2 separate regions of the Sus scrofa genome follow, and region 1 is linked to region 2. A link is a contact called in public promoter capture Hi-C data. All regions are on one chromosome and are shown on one strand. The core of a region is the stretch at or near the end of the contact, and the rest is flanking DNA. Distances in the headings are between cores, read along the strand shown. Region 1 holds the start of CA14 (carbonic anhydrase 14). Region 2 holds the start of TARS2 (threonine--tRNA ligase, mitochondrial).

Evidence for each region. Promoter capture Hi-C pulls out the DNA fragments that hold promoters and counts their contacts.
Region 1: a contact with region 2 is called in a promoter capture Hi-C map of liver, with 3 times the contacts expected there. The contact joins the promoter of CA14 here to the promoter of TARS2 in region 2. A contact is called at or near these places in 1 of 5 promoter capture datasets (liver), 1 of 47 Hi-C or Micro-C datasets (liver) and 1 of 2 datasets of contacts at active chromatin or transcription factors (alveolar macrophages).

The regions. Positions count from the first base shown.
Region 1 is chr4:98,827,429-98,830,833 of Sscrofa11.1, forward strand. It overlaps CA14 (carbonic anhydrase 14), which reads right to left and starts at 1,506. Exons shown (of 9, transcript XR_002343445.1): 1 at 361-1,506.
Region 2 is chr4:98,633,723-98,636,720 of Sscrofa11.1, forward strand. It overlaps TARS2 (threonine--tRNA ligase, mitochondrial), which reads right to left and starts at 1,596. Exons shown (of 18, transcript XM_003355197.4): 1 at 1,458-1,596; 2 at 935-1,131; 3 at 502-625. The coding sequence starts at 1,523.

The sequences.
Region 1 (3,405 bases), core at 256-2,755, 190 kb after region 2:
GCCTCTTTGGCTCCCTAATTGGATGAGTTTGTAAATAAAGAAGGCCAGGAGGGTTGCCTGAGAGTAGGGCAGTGGGGGAAAGAGCTCTGGAGAGACCGTAGCCCGTAAAGCCATTCTCCAGCACGTGTACACATCCTGTCCCCCGGCCAGCTCTCCTCTGGCCCCACAAACGGCAAGGCTGGAAAGGTGAAGGGAAAAGAAGGAAAGTGGTCCTCAGCCCACTCCTCTTTTTTCTCCCTCCAAGTCTGAGCCTATTAATCTAGCCCCCAGGCTACCTTGTACACTCCTCCTTCTCCATTAAGCATGCAATGGCAACATGTGTGCATCAGCACAGACAGACACACATCCAGATGTACCTACCGTCTTCTGCAGCCAGGATCCACATCACCTTTAGCAGGAGGATGAAGACCAACATGGTATTTCCGGAGGGAGCACAAGGTACTAGGAGTTTGGAGACCAGAGGACTAGGGTAGGGAGAGGGCTGGGAGGTGAGAGAGAGAGGGAAAGAGAGAGAGAGAGAAGAGGAGTTTCCTGAGGCTGAGTGTATTTATCTCTGTTTCTCGTGCTGTCTTTGTGTCTCTGCAGGCTTCCAGGGGATTTGGTTTTCAGTGGGGGACCGTGAGTTTCTGGGTGTCCAGGACAAATCTTTTGCTGCCCTCTTTCTTTTTTATCTCCTTCTGCAGTCTTCACTCCACTTGCTGGCCAGCAACTTCACAACTGCCTCCTGCTTTTAAGGTGGCTCTGGACGGGTGTACGTGGGGAGGGGGGGTTGACTGGGTTGCTGGCGAACAACTCCTTAAATAGCCCATTAAGCATGCAGGATGGCCCAGCTCAGAGCGGAGCGCACGCGGCGGGTTTCACAGGAGCCCTGGCCCTGGCTCAGGAGCCCAGCTGGGGTGAGCTCTTCCTTCCTTTGCTATTCACACAGACACTGTTCAGAAGGGTGTCCCCTGGAGTGGGTGGAGGCAGGAAAGGAGGGCTCGGGGGTCCAGTCCCTGGGGGTCTCATCCAGCCCCCTTGGGGGACCCTGGGTTCTCATTCTCCATCTGGCTTTTTCCCTGGGAGGATCTGCTTCCAATCCGCTGCAGAATGTGAGCTGCCCAGGAAGAGTCCAGAGTCAGGACCGAGGTAACCAGAAGGAGTTGGGAGACTCAGGGTGCGGGTGGAGGGGAAGAAGTCAAGGACTGAAATCTGGATTGTGGAAAATAAGGAAGAGAAGTGAGGCGAAGAGAACTTGTTTGGAGAGATCTCTTTCTTCTGCGCCTGTCACCACCCCCTTCCCACGGTGAGGCCTGGGTCCACGTGCCTGTGCGGCCTGGGTGGGGGGTGGTTTTGTTTGCTGGATAAAGCCCATTTGTGTGCCCAGCGGGGGGAAGGGCTGCAGCAGCACCATGGAGAGACAGCGGCTCCAACTGCCAGACCCAACCACCTCCCTCCCCAGGGAGCCCAGATCTAGGGCGGCTTTTGTCACTGAAGAGGACACTGACCCCTGGCAGGGTGGCCAGGACAGGAGGAGAGGCAGGGAGACCTTAGAAACAATCACAACCACCATCAAAAAAAAAAAAAAAAAAAAAAAAAAAAAGGCGGACTCCAGAGAAAAAGAGGGGAGGGAGCAGAGAGAGACCATGTGATCATGTGATCCAGTTGGAGTGGAAGAGGGAGAGGGGCCCAGGGTCTTTCCTCCTGCCCAACAAAGGGCTGAGGCAGGACTTTGGGGACTGGGTGAAACCTGCCACCAAAAAGCTGGGTGAGTGGAGCATAGAGGCTGCCGAGTCTCAGGAATGTGGGCTGGTGCTTGTTCCCCCACAGGACTGGAAATCCCGACTGGAATGCACATCCTAAATCCCTCATTATGGAATGTGAAGCCCACAGATAACTCCTGGCCAGACACTGAAACCCCTTCACCGGAGTCACAGCCAGGAGAATGCACCCTTTTGAGCTCCCTCTGCCCTCCTTGCTCCTGCCAAGTAGTAATCCCTAGCCAAAACAAGAGGAGCAGAAGCTAAACTAGGAAGCGGGATAAAAGACACGTGAACAGAATAACGCATATGCGAGGTCATCAGCCCTTGCGGAGGCAGGAGCCCGCCATGCTTTTCTGTCCATTGTGGTTGATCTGCAAAGCAAAGCCATTTTGCAGATGTCATTCCTTTTTAATTCTCTCATTACCCTCCAAATTAATTTTCCCTTATGGATAAATTTTATGTTTTGAAGTTCTCCCAAAGTGCCACTCATCCCATCTAAGAAGAATAAAAGGCTTAAAGTGTAAATTAGACTTCCTGGGGATCAGGAGAGTAAACACAGAGGAATAGAAAAAGAAAGAAAGCAGAGACAACTTTCACAAAATAGAAAAGGAGAGGCCCAGGGCCCGGACAGAGTGACCTCTGCCAGGACAAAGTTGTCAGAGCGGCCAGCTGCAGCGCAGCCTCCCAAGGCAGGTAGTGTGTCTTGCCAGGCGCCACCTCCTGGTTGTCTTTAAAATTTCTTTCATTTTTAATGTTTTCGTTCCAAGTATTCACGTGTGATTGATTTCTTCTGGGAAGTGTTTCTCTGCTGGTGGGCTTTAGGATTTTGCTACACAGCTGAAAAATGTTTCACAAAGGTGTCTTAGCCCCAAATCAGCACCTTCTCAGTTCTGAGTTAGCGGCTCCTCCAGGCCCTTGTGCTTCCCAAGTGGACAAAGGCCCTGGTATCTAGGAGAGGAGGCAAACTCCAGGGACTCGCCTTTATTTATATCTTTGGTTCTACTGTGGATATTTCTGTTGTCACCAGGCTGATTTGGAGTAGTGTCAAGAGGACTCTTATAGGTTAAAAAAAAAAAGAGAGAGAGAGACCACCCCCCACCCCCACCTTGGTAGTTGCTACACAAACTCTGGCGCCTTTGTTTCAATTCTTACTTCTCCTGCTCCAGCCCATTCCTTACTCTGGGATTGGCTAAAACACTCCTAAAGCCAACGCGTTCTGCTGCCTTCTGGCGCCATCTCCCGACTTTTCAGATGCAGTTAAACATGAACAAGTCAGAGAATCAAAGGTGTCCAAGTGGGTTGACTTTTTGGTTTGTTTTTCCTTAAAAGGTCCTTTTTAAAAAAGGTTTTTGGTTTTGTTTTGTTTTGTCTTTTTAGGGCTGCACCCGAGGCACACAGATGTTCCCAGGCTAGGGGCTGAATTGGAGCTGTAGCCACCCGCCACAGCAACACCAGATCCTTAACCCACTGAGCGAGGCCAGGGATCAAACCCGCGTCCTCATGGATACTAGTTGGGTTCGTTAACCACTGAGCCACAATGGGAACTCCAAAAAAAAAAAAAAAAAAGGTCATTTTTAAAACTCACTAAATATTGTAAATAGTCTAAAATGCCTCACAGGGACCCAGTGGGTGTTCTGAGTTTGTGTGGTGGGGAATTTGAGAG
Region 2 (2,998 bases), core at 346-2,845:
CTTTCACTAACACAAATAATCACTGCTTAACAGACCCAGGCTAACTAAAAACTTTCATCCTAGGTTTCCAGCTTAGCCAGGAGTCAAGACAAGCAATATGGAGTTCCCGTCATGGCTCAGTGGTTAACAAACCCAACTAGTATCCATGAGGACACGGGTTCAATCCTTGGCCTTGCTCAGCGGGTTAAGGATCTGGTTTGCCATGAGCTGTGATGTAGGTCGCAGGTGCAGCTCAGATCCAGTGTTGCTGTGGCTGTGGCGTAGGCTGGCTGCTACAGCTCCGATTTGACCCCTAGCCTGGGAACCACCATATGCCTCCAGCGCAGCCCTAAAAAGACAAAAAAAAAAAAAAAAAAAAAAAATCAAAAAAGATAAGCAGTCCATGGTAGGCCTCCCTCTCAACTGAAAATGGAGAAACTGAGGCAAAAAAAAAAAAATGCTAGAAATTCCCACTTAAACATCTCTTAGCAGCCCCTATATCCCAATAAGGAAGAAACGTACTGCTTTCCCCTCTGCAGAATCGAATGTCAGAAATCTGAGGTCAGAATCTTTTTCCAAGGGCCGTTCCAGATCATAAGGTTCTCCATTCACTACAGCAGCTACTGCAGTATCTGCCAGTTTTGAACTTCAACAGTGGGGGTGAGGATAAAAAAAGACAAGGTTACAAGCTACAGAGGAAGACAGGAACTAATCCTTAGCAACTCTAAACTTGCGAAGGGGAAATGTATTACCAGAACACTGGAATCTTTTCTTTTTTTTTCCCCTCAATGCATAATAGAGAAAGGTCAGAGACCATAAAACTAATGCAGATAAAAAGGAATATGCAGGAAAGGCTATCTTGATGGGGATGGAATAAACATGCAGAGTTCTTTCCCTGCTCAAGTAAACAAAGTACAGAGGTAGGTTTACCCGGTAGGTATAGAAGGCCTGGTACCTGATCTGCTGAGCTAGTTGGTAAGGGGTTGTGTTCCATGCCACAGCATCCACTTTCCTGCCTCCAGGAAGCGATACCTTAATAGCCCGGTGTTCCTTCTGCGCCATGCTTGCTAACTTCTTTACCTGGGCGGTCCATAGCTCCTCAAAAAAGCCAAGCCGCTCTACCAACCAGTGTGGAGGAGTGGGCACAGCTGCCTGGAGGAAAAGATGTTAGGAGGTAACACAGGTCCCAAAATTCCTTATTGAGCTTGGGGGTAGTGGGAAGTGAGAACATTTAAGTGGCCATGATCTTAAATCCCAGTCTTTAAAAAAAGAATGGGAGGTATAAGGCCCTAGGCTGGGAGTGCTACATTCCCCAGACGGCTACCCTAGGAAAAAGATGGCGTACCTAAGGGCTACGGTAGCCGGGTCCCGAACGTAGGGCGGGAGTAGGGGGTGTCAGATGGGGTTGAGAGCCTATACTTTGGGCTTCAGCTGCGCTAGGTCCGATGTGTTTCGGAACTTTTGGGTACCTCACGCACCGTGTGCAGCCCGCAGGCTTGTAACCCTGGGAGCCGAAGTCGCCGCCACCTCCGATACAGCCCCATGTTCCTTCAGACCCGTCACACAGCCTCAAATAAATGATCGCTCCTTCTCTTTTGTCGGATTCTTCATTGGCTGCTGGCCCAACAATACCCATGCCTATTGGTTGTTATAGCTGTCACTCCAGTCTGGCCCCACCTCCAGGAACTCCGAAGCGGTATACCCCACACAGCACAAGCAGCGGTGTGGGTGGTTCCGGGTGACCGGAAGACCTAAGCTGATGCACACAGGGAATTCCAGTACCTGCAGAGTTTCAGACCAAAGTAGCAGTAAGATATGCTGCGGCTTTAAGGACAGAAGCAGGGAAACTTAGAGAGTGGGAGAAAAACGGACCAGAAGGGGTTGTTATTTCCTTTTAACTCTAAGTTTTCTTTTACACAGGCTTCACCGGGATGTGAAGTGAAGGAAACAGGTAAGAGCATAAATCTGGAATGAGACAGACCTGGTATAAATCCTGGATCACTGCGTAATTTGGGGTAAATTAATTCCTTTTAAACTTCAATTTTCTCATCTGTAAAATGAGAATAATAATATCATTCTGGTAGTTCTCATGTGGCTTAACGAGTTAAGGATCCGGCAGTGGCCCGGGTTGGATCCCTGGTCTGGTAACTTCCACATGCCTCCGTGTGCAGCCAAAACAAACAAAACAAACAAACAAAAAACCCTTAACTGTTGAGGTTAATTTTATGTAAATCGTCTAATATACTGCATGGTCCACAGTAATCGGCAACAATAGCAACAATCCATGAGAAAAAATGAATACAACATATAACAGCTTTGAGGCTGGAGCAAAACAAAGACTTTAAGGCTGGAGCAAAACAAAAGCAGAGGGCACTCCTTGGAGTCCCTTCATACTCGGTGCTTAAAGAAGGACCTCTGAGACCTCTTAGACCGTACACATGAGGAATTTAAGATCAGAGAAGGTAAGTGATTTAAGATCAAACAGTAAGCACTGACGCTGGATTCTCAATCCAAGTCTTCTATTCTTCTACCACACCAGACTCTCTCTAGTAAGAATTTTATCCCCAATATAATTCCCCCACCACTTAAGAAAAAAAGTTCCTGACCCTAGAATCTTAGCTCTCTGCTTTCTACACAGGACCTTTGCCTCTCATTCCCATCCAAGCTCTCAACTTCCTTTATCCCTTCTCTCCCCTCTCCCTATATCTAGAACATAAGACTAGATATATTTGATTTGTTTTACACAGTGAAAAATGAAACACAGGAGTTCCTGCTGTGGCACAGCGAGGTAGGAATCCAACTGTAGCCACCTCAGGTGGCTGCAAAGACTCGGGTTCCATCCCCTGCCAGAGCAGTGGATTAAGGATCCGCCATTGCCACTGACGTGGCATAAGTCACAGCTGTGGCTGGGATTCAATCCCTAGCCTGGGAACTTCCATATGCCATGAATGTGGCCATAAATTAAAGGAGAAGGAAAGAAAGAAAGAAAAAGAAAAGAAAAATGACCAGATTTGTAGTA